Linked DNA regions of Mus musculus: all the other regions are linked to region 4. Evidence: chromatin contacts called from public HiChIP or PLAC-seq and promoter capture Hi-C data. All regions are on one chromosome and are shown on one strand. The core of a region is the stretch at or near the end of the contact, and the rest is flanking DNA. Distances in the headings are between cores, read along the strand shown. Region 1 has its middle 59 kb from the start of Gm46170. Region 2 holds the start of Uck2 (uridine-cytidine kinase 2). Region 3 holds the start of Tmco1 (transmembrane and coiled-coil domains 1). Region 4 has its middle 36 kb from the start of Gm33404.

Evidence for each region. Promoter capture Hi-C pulls out the DNA fragments that hold promoters and counts their contacts. HiChIP or PLAC-seq counts read pairs in DNA pulled down with a chosen protein or histone mark.
Region 1: a contact with region 4 is called in an H3K4me3 HiChIP or PLAC-seq map of embryonic basal ganglia, with 4 times the contacts expected there. The contact joins two enhancer-like sites. A contact is called at or near these places in 2 of 15 datasets of contacts at CTCF or cohesin (the NIH/3T3 cell line and large pre-B cells), 1 of 484 Hi-C or Micro-C datasets (cortical neurons) and 2 of 115 datasets of contacts at active chromatin or transcription factors (embryonic basal ganglia and large pre-B cells).
Region 2: an H3K4me3 HiChIP or PLAC-seq map of bone marrow-derived macrophages shows a contact between it and region 4, with 6 times the contacts expected there. The contact joins the promoter of Uck2 here to the enhancer-like site in region 4. A contact is called at or near these places in 1 of 39 promoter capture datasets (the C10 cell line), 1 of 484 Hi-C or Micro-C datasets (the G1E-ER4 cell line) and 5 of 115 datasets of contacts at active chromatin or transcription factors (the 230-238 cell line, bone marrow-derived macrophages, large pre-B cells and 1 more).
Region 3: a promoter capture Hi-C map of pre-B cells shows a contact between it and region 4, with 4 times the contacts expected there. The contact joins the promoter of Tmco1 here to the enhancer-like site in region 4. A contact is called at or near these places in 5 of 39 promoter capture datasets (the C10 cell line, the HPC-7 cell line, HPC-7-derived erythroid cells and 1 more), 1 of 484 Hi-C or Micro-C datasets (the G1E-ER4 cell line), 4 of 115 datasets of contacts at active chromatin or transcription factors (the 230-238 cell line, bone marrow-derived macrophages and large pre-B cells) and 1 of 9 other capture datasets (macrophages).

What each region holds. Positions count from the first base shown.
Region 1 is chr1:167,205,920-167,209,017 of GRCm38.p6, forward strand. No RefSeq gene overlaps it. Among named protein-coding and RNA genes, the nearest start is that of Gm46170, 59 kb to the right of the region's middle. Within about 2 kb of position 1,657, at least 5 of the 459 cell types and tissues checked have an H3K27ac peak or open chromatin away from gene starts, as enhancers often do.
Region 2 is chr1:167,283,868-167,287,348 of GRCm38.p6, forward strand. It overlaps Uck2 (uridine-cytidine kinase 2), which reads right to left and starts at 1,260. Exons shown (of 7, transcript NM_030724.3): 1 at 909-1,260. The coding sequence starts at 1,007.
Region 3 is chr1:167,306,932-167,310,407 of GRCm38.p6, forward strand. Tmco1 (transmembrane and coiled-coil domains 1) reads left to right here and starts at 1,739. Exons shown (of 7, transcript NM_001039483.1): 1 at 1,739-2,002; 2 at 2,375-2,452. The coding sequence starts at 1,933.
Region 4 is chr1:166,818,018-166,821,201 of GRCm38.p6, forward strand. No RefSeq gene overlaps it. Among named protein-coding and RNA genes, the nearest start is that of Gm33404, 36 kb to the right of the region's middle. Within about 2 kb of position 1,579, at least 60 of the 459 cell types and tissues checked have an H3K27ac peak or open chromatin away from gene starts, as enhancers often do. A contact at or near this core is called in the 230-238 cell line, the G1E-ER4 cell line, the HPC-7 cell line and 4 more, where this site is marked.

The DNA of each region.
Region 1 (3,098 bases), core at 407-2,906, 390 kb after region 4:
TCAATCCTGTAGCATGCCTCCTCCTTGGCAGATCTGCCTGGCCTGGCTGGCCAGCCTTCCTCTCCCCAGTGCTCTCAAAACAGTGCCCGGTGGTCCGTGTTTATCAGCACTCACCCAGCCTCTGCCCCTTTCTGTCTGGCCCCCACTCCCTGATGTCCATATCTAACCACTGTGAGACCTCTCTAGATCTAGGGCGAGTGAGTACAGACTTGCTCTGATTCTCCCTGCACTGAAACGCTAAGCTCAAAAGACATGTTTGCATGTTTCCTACTGATTATCTGGACGTTGTTGCCTAAGGACACGGTAGAGGTGGAAATTCACCAGGCCCTGAATCAAGTATGGATGTCGAAGATAAGATGTGGAAGTGGCATTTACTTCTCTGAGACCACAACACTAAGAGGTAAATATTATTTGAGCAAGTGCTTGCAATTGAAAAATGTATGGCTAATCAATTCAATTTGAAGTTGTTATCAATCTTTGTGAATTTCATATCATGCATCCCAATCCCACTGGTCCCCTGGCCTTTCATATTCATCCCCCACCCTTACAAAAGATAAAAAATTAGCGGGGCGTGGTGGCGCACACCTTTAATTCCAGCACTCGGGAGGCAGAGGCAGGCAGATTTCTGAGTTCGAGGCCAGCCTGGTCTACAAAGTGAGCTCCAGGACAGCCAGAGCTACACAGAGAAAGCCTGTCTCGAAAAACCAAAAAAAAAAAAGATAAAAAAATTTAATTAAAAAAATGAAAAAAAAAAAAATCCCGGGCTAGCGAGATGGCTCAGAGGGTAAGAGTACTGACTGCTCTTCTGAAGGACCTGAGTTCAATTCCCAGCAACCACATGGTGGCTCACAACCACCCGCAATGAGACCTGAAGCCCTCTCCTGGCATGTCTGAAGACAGCTACAGTGTACTTCTGTATAATAATAAAATAAATCTTTGGGCTGGCGCAAGCAGGGACTAAACGAGCGGGGTCAACCAGAGCGAGCAGAGGTCCTAAAGGCCACATGAAGGCTCACAACCATCTGTACAGCTACAGTGTACTCATATACATAAAATAAATAAATAAATAAATAAATAAATCTTTTTTTTAAAAAAAATCGTACCGTGGAAGCTACAGTGTGTCACTGTGTGTCACACAGTATACCCACTTGGCCCACAGAGCTTCACTTGCAAATGTTCACTGCAATGAGTCATTGGTCCGGTTGGAGGCCTCTGGCTTCCACTACACTATCAATACCGGATTCTCACCAGAATTCCTCTAGGATATCCTGCTGCTGCCCTGTGTCACAAAGTTCCTTTACTTTGGTCCTGCAGTTCACCCTTCCCGAGCTCCAGGAGATCACAGATTGGGTAGATGCTGGGGTGGACCAGCTCAAAGCCCTGGATCTGGGCCTGATAGTAACTGAGTTGGTCAGCCCACCAGTTCTCCCACTCCTGTGCCATCAAGGCTAGTCCTCCAGCACTGTCCCAGAGAGGGGTGAGGCCCACTCTCCTTGAATGCTGCAGTTGGCAAGGGGTGAGGCATCTTCCTTGCCCACACCACTGCATGGCCCTCCGGGGCTGGGGCCAACCCTCCCAGGCTCACACCCTCCGCCTGGTTCACCTCCATTCCCTGCCACCAGGGCCAGCTCTACTATGCTTCCTGTCATGGTTAAGGGCCCACTCTCCCCTAAGTGCTGAAGCCAGCAAGGGGTGGAAACAGCTCTCACTCTCATACAGTCCTCGGGGCCACGGTCCTCAGAGGCAGCGTGGGCCAGGACCTCACCATGGTCTCAGGTAGCAGCAAGGGCCACACACATCAGGCTGTTCCTCACTACCCTGGAGTCTCCAGTTCTACCTCTCTTCATTGTTCACACTCCATTCAGCTTCTTTTTCTCTCCCTTCTCTCCATCACCTCATACTAGTGGTTCCCAGGCCTCACCTCACCATGGTGTGGTGACCACAGTGGTGGCTAATGGATTTTAAGGAACTTTCTTGAGTCACATAACTTAGCCAAAGCCTAGCCAAGATGTGATAGTTTGAATATAAACGGCCCCCAGAGACTCATAGGGAGTGGCATTATTGGAGGTGTGGCCTGTTGGAGGAAGTGTGTCACGGCTGGGGGGGGGGGGGGGGCTTTGAGGTTTCAGAAGCTCAAGACAGGCTCAGTGGCTCATTTTCTTCCTGTTGCCTGCTGATCCTGATGTAGAACTCTCAGCTACCTCTTCAGCACCATGTCTGCTTGCACGCTGCCATGCTTCCTGCCATGATGATAATGGACTAAACCTCTGAATATATATAAGCCAGCCCCCAATGAAATCTTTTATCTTTATAAGAGTTGTCGTGATCATGGTATCTCTTCACAGCAATAGAACACTGACTAAGACATCCCCGATTCTAAACTCACATGCCCTGTTGCCTTTCTTGGGAAGAGGGACAATACTGCATCCATCCAGAAGAAGCCAACTGTTAGCCACAATGTGCCTGGCCTCCTGACAACATATGGGCTTGAGGAGCTCGGAGAACTGAGACATCTCCTGAAACCTGTCTCCAACATACACGCCCTCTCACTTCCTTCCTAACACCCTTCAGCGTCCAGCGATCACAGAAAGGCGCAGCCGTTGAGCCAGCTTGGCTTGGGTAGAATGAAAATGGCTCACACGTTCCTTGCAAGCTGGGAAGATCAGCCCAGCCTGCTGAGCTCTGGGGCAGCTGGCCCTCGGTGGCCTTTCCTCCCTCCTGCCTGGGAATAGGGGAAGCCACGGTAGCTAAGCTGGACGACTCAAACATATTCAGCCTCACAACCCGGTCGGTATCTTAAATGTCAGCCCTCCTGGGTCCAGTTTGCATTTTAACCACCGGCTTCACAGCACCACCACCACCACGGAGAGAAGGAGCCATGCTTGAGGGAGAAGCCAGGTCTTTATTCAAACCAGAGGAGGTTTTTGGTCCCCTGAGTGGGTATTTTTTTCTTACATTCATACTTGAGCTTTCCCACCAAGGCTGTTCCTTACTGTTTTTCTATCCCAGTGGCAAGGGCTGCTGCCTTGCAGGGCCCCCTGCCTGTGGCTTTGCTGGCAAGACAGCTTAGCCTCAGCTGGGGCTCCTCATTAGACCAG
Region 2 (3,481 bases), core at 10-2,509, 470 kb after region 4:
GCCCAGCTCCCTCGGGCGCCCCTCATGGAGCCCGAGCGCCCACTGAACTTGGCGGCTGTTAAACGGCAGGCGAACAAGCAGCCACATCCTAAAAGGGAGCGAGGGGGAGTAAAGAAAGAACCATCTGGGAGGGCTCCACCCTTCTCCACCTGCAGTAAAGACCCGAGGTTAAGTCAAGTCGCCCCTCGCTGCCGTGCAGGAGAAAATACAAAGGAAAGAGGTTCCTCGCAAAGTCAGACTCGGTAACCCCTTCCCTGCGATCCAAGGAGCGAGCGACCCGGACACCGAAGAGCATGGAGCCTGTACAACTTTCTCACTGAGACTGATGCGGTTTTCTCTTCTAAGCATAAAAGACAGCAGCCCCTGCTGTCATCCCATCCGTGACTGTGCCCATCGAGCTTCGGCTCTCCCGGAAAGCCCTGCAACCCCCAGGTGGGCTCCCGGCAGCGGGCGCGCCACCTCGCGCATCCCGGCCAGCCTCGCAGCCCACAGGCTTGGGCCGGGGCCAGGGCCAAGCCGGGCGGAGGAGCGTACCGGGGCTCCGAGGGAAGCCCCGAAAGCCGGGTCCTTACACCCGACTTGCAAAACAATAAGCATCCGCTTTCCGCCCCTCCCCCACAAGACCCTGACCACGAGTCACAGCCGCCGCCGGGAACCAGCGAGGGAGCGCACCATCCCTGCGGGGGACTTGTAGGAGGAACCCGCATCCTGGACCCTCGGTCGCCCGGGTCCCCCCGCTGGTCCCCAACGCCGCGCACCGAGCCTGCGCGGGGTCTGGCGGCGCCGGAGCGCGGCGGCCCGGAACGAGGATCCCGCGGGCCACGCGGTGGCAGGCTGCAACTGACACGGCCCGCGGGCGCCGGCCACATGCGCCGCCCGCCGTGCGAGCAGGGCGCGCGGACTCTTACCTTCCCGCTGGCCGTGCCCCCGCTCACGCCGATCAGGAAGGGCTCGCCGCCGTTGGGCTGCTGGTGGTTCTGCAGGGTCTGCTCGCTGTCCCCGGCCATGACTCGCGCCGCCCCTCCTCTCGCAGCCTGTGCGAACCGACGCACGCTCCCCGCCCGCGACCGGGCTCGCTCGGCTCCTCGCAGGAGCAGCTGGTCGCTGCTGAGGTCGAGGCTGGGCCGGCCGCGGCTGGAGCCCGGGCGCGGGGGAGGCCGAGGTGGCTTTCCCGGAGGTGCCGAGAGCTCTCCTGTGCCCGTGGCGGCCCGTGGGGTTTACATCCCAGGCAGAGGTCAGCGTGATGAGGCTGCTCCAATCCGGGCGGGCTGCGCGCTGCTATTCGCCAGGAGTCTGGCCCCAGCCTCCGCCCCGCCCGGGCCCCGCCGCCGCCCGAGGTCTCTGGGAAAGGTGTGAGCGCCACTCCCCTCCCCACCCGCCGGATTAACCCTTTCTGGGACGGAGCGGGGGGTGGGGTGGAGGGGTGAAGAAACCGGCTAGGTCAGCGTCTTAATGCGCCACTCTGCGTCCTATTTCAAAAGAGATCAAAAGCTAGAAGAGACTGCCAGAGCAGAGCAGAGACTGGAGGTTTGAGACGCAAAACTGGAAAAGGCTGGGAATATGAAGATGGAGAATTAATGCCTAGACCCTTCATCCTCACTGAAACTTGTGTTTTCAGAGACTCCCTTCCCACCCTCCGTGTGCCAAAATAGTGTGTCACCCGCTCGGCTTAAGAGAGTTCCTGTCTTGGAAACCCCCAAGTGCCATTTTCCTTAGCAGGTCTGTCCTCATGTGACTCCCTAAAAGAAGGGTGACTCGGGGACGGTTACTCCTCCCTGAAAAACCAGTGCCCTTCCACACCATCCTAGCTCCGCAGTACTGACATTCCCGTGGAGCTAGGGTTAATGAAAATAGAAACATAACAATGCCATTTCCATTCATTGATGACTTTAACTGACCTAGTTTATTAGAGGCAGGCAATTTGTCACTTAGTTAGGAAAACAGTACCAAATGGAGACTAAAAAGGAGTCTTCACCGCGGGAGCCAGATGTCTTCATTCACATCAAGTTCCATAAGCAAGGCCAATGTGCCTCAGTGCTCTATTAAATGAAAATAAAAATGATACACGCTAGGATTTTTGATGGGCTAAAATGAATTATCATAGGTAAAGTTTTTAGAACAATGCCTGAATATCACTGTAGAGTATTGGGGCTTGAAAAGACTCCTAAAGGAACCAGAAAGGGCAGTTTTGCTGGGCACACCTGAAAGGTAGTACTAGAATCTCCGCTTCTCTGAACTCTGAACCTCTTTTTTTTTGGGGGGGGGTTCGAGACAGAGTTTCTTTATATAGCCCTGGCTGTCCTAGAACCAGAAACCTGTAGACCAGGCTAGCCTTGAACTCAGAAATCCACCTGCCTCTGCACACCTTTAATCCCAGCACTTGGGAGGCAGAGGCAGGCAGATTTCTGAGTTCGAGGCCAGCCTGGTCTACAAAGTGAGTTCCAGGACAGCCAGGGCTATACAGAGAAACCCTGTCTCGAAAAATCAAAAACAATAACAACAACAACAACAACAATAACAACAACAACAACAAAAACACTGGCTGCTTGTCCAGAGGTATGTGGGTCCAATTCCCGTCACTCACTTGGCAGCTTCAGGGGATCTGATGCCCACTTCTTGGCCCTGCTTCCACCAGGAACACTGGTGCACAGATATACATGCAGGCAAAACGCCTATATACATAAAACAGGGTTTTGTTTGGGTTTTTTTGTTTGTTTTGTTTTTGTTTCTTTTCCAAGACAGGGTTTCTCTGTATCCTGAAACTCTATAAACCAGGCTGGTCTCAAACTCACAGAGATCCTCCTGCCTCTGCCTCCTGAGAGAGTCCTGGGAGTAAAGGTATGTGCAGCCACCACTGTGCTACAATTTTTAAGTTTAAAAAGAAATAAAAAATTTTAAGTCTAACACACTTTCTTGTTTTTGAAAACATCGTTAAAGAGTAACGAATCAGTCCAACGTGATATAGTGCATCTTCTCTCTTACTGACTTCAAAAAACAAAAAGGAAATAAGAAACTTCCAATTCTTTAGTGGAAAAACACCAAGGATTTAGCTGGGTATTGTTGGCAGATGCCTTTAACCCCAACACTTAGGAAGCCGAGGCAGGCAAATCTCTGAGTTCCAGGACAGTCAAGGCTGCACAGAGAAATCTTGGGACTTGGGGGGAGAAGACAGCACTCTTTGTTTTGTTCTTTTGAGATAGGATCTTATGTAACCCAGGCTGACCCTGTTACTCCCTAAATAGCTGAAATGGACCTTCCAGATCCCACAGTCTCCACCACCTTGTCTTGCTTACACATGTTCTCTTCTGAGATATTTTATGTCACATCAACACCAAACTTCATCCTCAGGAAACCAAGATCCGAGTGGTTGCCTGGTGTCCATCAGCGACATCTGGGAGAGGCTGGCTAGCCCTCACTCCATTCCCCAGCAGAGACAGTGTGGGTGGGTTGACTTCTCCCAAAAGTCTATTCTCTGCAAAAG
Region 3 (3,476 bases), core at 489-2,988, 490 kb after region 4:
ACATATTGTCTCAGTCAAGCTTCTTAACAGCTTTACCCAGCTGGTGCCATTAATGGTTACAGAAAACTGAGGCTAAAAGCCTTAATCAGTAGACTCAAGCAGAACTGAAAACCTGGCAGAGCTAAAGGTCAACCCTTTGTCCTATCTCAACATTTACCTTGGGTGATGTAGAAGATTAAATAAAAACATACCCTTGTGTGAACTCCTGCTCAAATCAAGACTCAGCTCAGACTGACCTTTCTGAAGCTATTCTTTTCTTTTCTTTTTTGGTTTTCCAAGACAGGGCTTCTCTGTGGAGCCCTGTTTGTCCTGGAACTCACTTTGTAGACCAGGCTGGCCTCGAACTCAGAAATCCACCTGCCTCTGCCTCCCAAGTGCTGGGATTAAAGGCGTGCACCACCACCGCCTGGCTTCTGAAGCTTTTCTGAATCCTCCGTGAAGAATCGGTCTTGCGCTCTCAACACTTTAGCTATAATTCTATCTTACTATGGCGTACAATTTCCCTGGGGAATTTTGGAACCAAGGAATCTTATCTTGCTCCATCTTACAGGGCCCAGTACTGTTCCTGACATATATTTAATGTCTATTAAAGACGTATATTTATAGTTATATCTTTATTTAATAGACATATATTTAATATCTATTAAAGGAGTCCTGGATAAATATAAGGCAAGAGAAACTAAAAAGGTAATGCTACAGAAGATTTATAAATTGTGTGCAGTGAAATTTGGAAGAACAATGACAGAAAATGGAAGTCAAACTGGGCATGGTGGCACAGTTATGGAAAGCTAGGACAGGGGGGTCTCTTGAGTGCTCCAGGTCAACCAGGGCTCCATAGTGCAACCCTGTCTCAAAAAAACACAAGGACGCACAAAGGAAGACTTCTGAGTTTTCTTGAGGAAAAAGAGCAGATCTGAGAATTGGGAGGAATCGAGTGCTCTTATATCAAGGCCTTCCCGTCATTTTCTCGCCCCGCTTGCACACGGTAATTTACAGTCCATCACGGAGGACATCTGAGTGTATGAGGCTCTCTCAAGACATCCTACTTTTACACACCACACCTTTTTCTATCCCCGTGTCCGTCCCCCCCCAACCCCCCGGCTGTTTTTTTTTTTCTTTCTTTCTTTTTTTTTTCGAGACAGGGTTTCTCTGTATAGCCCTGGCTGTCCTGGAACTCACTCTGTAGACCAGGCTGGCCTCGAACTCAGAAATCGGCCTGCCTCTGCCTCCCAAGTGCTGGGATTAAAGGCGTGCGCCACCACCGCCCAGCCCCCAAAACACTTCTAACTCAAATTCAACGTTTTCACTTCTTCCCCTTCGACTGCGCCACCGTTCCTTCCAATAAAAGCCCGGCCGCAGCAAGCGAGTTGTGCAGCCCTTCTCCTCCAACGGCGTCCCCGGCATCATAAAGGCTGGTTTAACCAGCGCCCGAGGACTCCTCGACTCGGCTCGCCCAGCCCAGGACCGGGGCGAGCCCCCAGACCCTGACGCTCCGCACGCGGTGGCCTAACTTTTCGGCCACGGAGGCGGGGATGCGGGTGAAGTCCAGCCACCGTGTGACAGGGTTCTAGTGTGAGGTAGGCGATCGGGCTCGGAGAGCAGGTAACGCACTGCCGAGGTCGCAACGCCGCCGCCACCACACCGCCATCCTCCGACCGACCTGGCTTTCCAACTCTCGCGAGACCGGGCCTGGCGCGCGCCTTCGGCCCCCGAGACTTGCGCGTTGCCGCTCTCTCCCGACTATGGCGGCCAGACGGCGGGAGTGAAGCCTGTAGTTCCGGGTCGGCGCCCCGGAAGCGGAAGTGTAGACTCGGGGCTGTCAAAGTTGTAGCGCTCCTCGAGGGTCGGTCCCGCCACGTCTCTTCCCGGTCTCTCTGGCTCTGGAGTGCTTTCCCCCCGCGGAGGGTGGGAGCGCGGGGACAGACGGGCGAGATGAGCACCATGTTTGCAGACACGCTGCTCATCGTCTTTATCTCCGTGTGCACCGCGCTGCTCGCCGAGGGTGAGGGCGGCTGTTTCCTTGGACGTTTGATTAATCCCAGGGTGGAAGGGCACTGGGGTCCCTCGCACCCCATGAGCAAAGATCGGGAGCCTCACTCCCTGCGGCCTGCGTGGTCCGTTGCAAGAAATCCCGGGCTCATCCCCCTATAGAAGCAGGAGAGTAGTGTGGAGTCATACGTCCTGATTTTCTTTACGTATTTGTGGATACACTGAAAAAAACAAAACAAAACATGGGTTGATCTGACTTTGAAAAAAGTTACTGATAAGTATAGAGCAAAATGTCGAAATCCTTTTGTCTCCAATACTAACAATTAAAGATGGTTTGTTGTGATTTCCATTTATTTCTCATTAGCATGTTGCTTTTACTGTTTAGGCATAACCTGGGTCCTGGTTTACAGGACAGACAAATACAAGAGATTGAAGGCAGAAGTGGAAAAACAAAGTAAAAAATGTGAGTATGGTAAGACGGTGGACGGTTCAACACGGGAAGTTCAATGGGTGCATGTTCACAGTAACTAAGAGAGGAGTATACCAAGAATACTACAAGCCAGTGTTCCTTGTTAGGGCAACTGAAATCTCAACACTCAGGAGATGGACATGATTGTGAGTTCGCAGCTAGTGTGGGCTACATAGGGAGATTCATGTTACAAACAAAACCATACTCTAACTTGGTAAAGATAGAAATCAAAGACCTTTGTGCAGCATCTTTAATAAAGCTAAAAGGAATCTGGGTGTGGTAGAGCTCCAGATAGGGCAGGCCTGGTCTACATAGTGCATTCCAGGCTGGATCTACTTCCTGTCGAGACCTTGCCTAAAACGGGGGGGGGGGGGGGGGGGGCGGGGAGCTAAAGGGGAAAGGGGTCATGGCAGACACACACACACACACACACAGAGTCTTCATTCTAAAGAAGAGGTCCTGTTCTGTTGTGAGAGACTATGGAAGATCTCATGGTACAGATGGACCCAGTGCCTTGTGGATTAGTTAGAATGTAGATAGAAGATAAAAGAGGGAGAGGAAATTCTAGGGAAAGGAAAAATCACGTAAACATGGAGATTTGAATGTGTGAGCTGTGTTTGGAGAATAAGTCACTGTGACTAGTGTCAGTGGGAGTGGTACCCTTTAAAGTTTAGCCAAGTTTCAGTCGGGTGAGAAAGCTGAAAAATGATTGAAAAAATGATTAACATGGGTAAAATTTGTGACTTTTGAAGGAAAGTTAAAATTTAGCAGGGCACAGCTGATCATATAAATAAGGCCTTAGGTAGCCCAGGCAGGCCTCACATTTCTGATGCCTCACCCTTAGCTCCCCAGTTACTGGGACTTTGAATGGTTCTCTAAAAGCACAATTGGTATCCAGTGTTGGTTGGTTGTTTTGCTTTTATGAGGTGGGTCTCATTTAGCCCTGCTTGGCTTTGAACTCACTAGCTGAAGATGACCTTGAGCTGATTCTCCTACCTTCCAAGAGATGAACTATAGA
Region 4 (3,184 bases), core at 329-2,828:
AATGTCAATAAACAAAATATCCAAGAAAAAAATGACAAAACTGACATTTGAGAAGCATATCTTTCATCACCACCTAATAGACTCCCCCTTTCCTCACAGGGCACCTGTCTTGCGTAATTCTGCAGTGTTTCTTTACACAGATAGCAGCAACTACGAACACATTCAACACTTCCCTCTGCTATTCAGATGGATTACACAGTATTCAATCTTGCCACCTATTTTCATTTGTTTGCTTATTTGATTTTTGTTTCTGAGATATTTGCCCAGGCTGGCTTTGCCCAAACTAGCTGACACTCTGACCTTGATCCTCCTGCTTCCCTGCTCCTAGTGTGGGACTAGAGGCATGCACTACCATACCTGGCAGATGTGTGTGTGTGTGTGTGTGTGTGTGTGTGTGTGTGTGTATGTGTGTGTGTGTGTGTGTGTGTGTGTGTGTGTGTGGTGTGTCCTCCTGTGTGTGTCTCTATGTGTGTGTATACCTGTTCATATGATTACATGTATGTGCATGTGTATGGTATGCATGTGTGCTTGTGTGTACCTGTGCATGTGAAGGCTAGAGGAGGACCTTAGTCCATTCCACAGGAAGCTTTGTTCACTTTGTTTCTTTCTTTGTTTGAAGGGTCTCTTACTGACCTAGAACTCTTCCAGAGTGGCTAGGCTGGCTGCTAAGCCAACCTCAGGGATCTTCCTGTCTCTGCTTCTCCATGCTTGGGTAATACGCATGCGCCCCATGCCTGGCTTTTTCACATGGATTCTGGAGATTGGACTCAGGTCTTTAGGCTTTTGCTGTAAGCTTTCTTCACCCACTGAGCTCAGTAACGGCTGCCTCACTGCCTCGATGCCTCCCTGCCACTTCCTGTGTGGTGTTGAAACTGATTAGCATTCGAATGTGCAGTTAGACCACAGTTTATCCAGGCTCCCATTGCCAGACACTTGTACTTCTTACTATATATTGGCTAAAATAACTTTTGCACACCTAACATTTTTACATATGTACATTTTAATCTACAGACAAGATTCTAGAGGAAGGTCTGGTGCATATGTAGTTTTCCTCACTATGAGCAGCTCTCCCCTTATAGAATTCCAGTCTGTGATTTGTGGCACTTCTTCCTGTGTCCAGAACCTTGCCAATGGTGTGCTGTTTAATGTGGATTTTGACACACACACACCCTTCACTACTAAATCTACAAAATCATTTCCTTAGCTGGACCTTTTTCTAGCTTTTCTAGTCTGTTTTATGGTCTGTTTGTCCACTCAGATACCCACATCCCACTGTTTTCATTACTGAAGTTGTAGAACGCCATTGCTCTTGAGAAGAGGCTAATTTGCCCTCACTAATGTTTGTCCTCAGAAACGCCCTTGGTCGCTCCAGTTTGTCTAAGTTTCCGTGTGAACTTCAGAACCAGCTTTCTTGGTTTGTGGACAACTGGATTAAATTTACAAACTAAAGAAAGTTGGCGTCTTTGTGACTTTTATTCTTCCTCAGAGCACGGCATATTACTTGCATCTGCTGGGCTCCAGTCTTGTGTGGCTTGCGTCATTTCTGATCTCACACCAACTGCTGTACAAAGGCCAGGAGATGACGGATAGCAAGTTAGAGTGACAAACAGGAAACAGATTTGTCTGTGCAAAAGTCAAGGGGCTTCTGTATTCTGGCCGCACAGGAAGGGTTAAGATTATACCCCGAAGGAAAAAGGAGGAGAAAAACATTGTCTCAGCTTGATGCTTCCTGTTGGCTATTTCAGTCCATTCTCGCTTTACAGATCATAACAAGGCCATGAGAAAGAATGCCCTTGGGATTAATTTACCCAGAACTGCAAACCACGGGTTACCATATGCCTCACACAGGAGCTTCAACAAATGCTAGAGGTTATAGTGTTAATGAATATGAAAGTGAAGAAAATATCATATATATGAAGTCAATTGTCAAATATCTTAGAATTCACAATTCAACCCTCTGTCAGCCGGCTTCTGAAGCCCGGACTGGATACTGTCTGATTCTCTCCTGGGGAAGTTCTCTTAGGTCAGTTCGCTTTGACAATGTTTATCAACCATCTGCTCTAAAAACCTTGAATATTAAACTCCCATTCCTGAAGTTATGCTAGGGAAAGCGTAATAATTTGTAAATTAAAAAAAGACGGTCATGTCACGTGAGCATGAGAGACGTAAAGGAGATGTCAGCTGATGTGACAGATTCCAGGAAGGCGTAGAGTGAGGTGAGTTCCAGGAGCCTTACTCAGTGGAGTAACAGCTGTTGGGCTCAATCCTCTCCTCTGTGTCCCCTCTCTTCCAGTCCCTGGCTCTCTCATCCTTCTCTCCTCTCCATTTCTCTCTGCTTGAAGTTCTCAGGCTGGCTGTTCTGGGAGCCCAGGCTGACATGGTAGCTCCAGGATTACCCACCTCACCTGGGTTCTCTCCAAGGAACTTCTGATGAGTTATGCTTCAGCCTCTCTCAGCAAGGTAGCCAAAGGATGGAGGGGGTGTATGATAAGTAGGATCCCTCACCCAGCCCAATACCTGTCCCCTAATCACATGGCTGAAGTCCAGGAAGAGCAATGGTTCATTTGCTGAGGGCTTAACCTTTGAGTAGTGCTGGGGACAAAGAAGCAGACACGGCAATGGTAGAAGTAAATGGGAACCCAGCCCCTCTCTGGGCTATCATGCAGACACTTAAAAATGCCTCTCAATATTAATATGACATAATAACGTGGGGAGGGGTGGTGAGGTGGTTGTTCTTCTAGAGGACTCAGGATTGGTTCTCAGCACCCACCTGATTGGAACTCCAATTCCAGAAGATCTGCTCTCCTCTTCTAAGCTCTGCGGGCGCCAGGCACTCACATAGTATACAGACACATGTGCAAGAAAAACACTGAAACACATAAAGTAAAATAAAAATTATAAACAAATGACATGGGAAAATGTTATTTCGTGGTAATAGATGAAGAATATACAGTAGCCGACTGTATGAATACAGTTCTGTAAAATCTAGGTGTAAAATCGGAACAGTGAACATACTAAACTTTAAAACCTGCATTAAACGTGAACACTATTCTTAGGGGGATGTGGTAATTGCTGATTTTTCTCTCATCTTCTTCCTCTGCATTATTATTGCTTTTGTTGTGGCATTTGTTTATACCTCCCTCTCTGCTGTCTCTTCTGGAAGTCTTTTTTTTTTTTTTTAGTG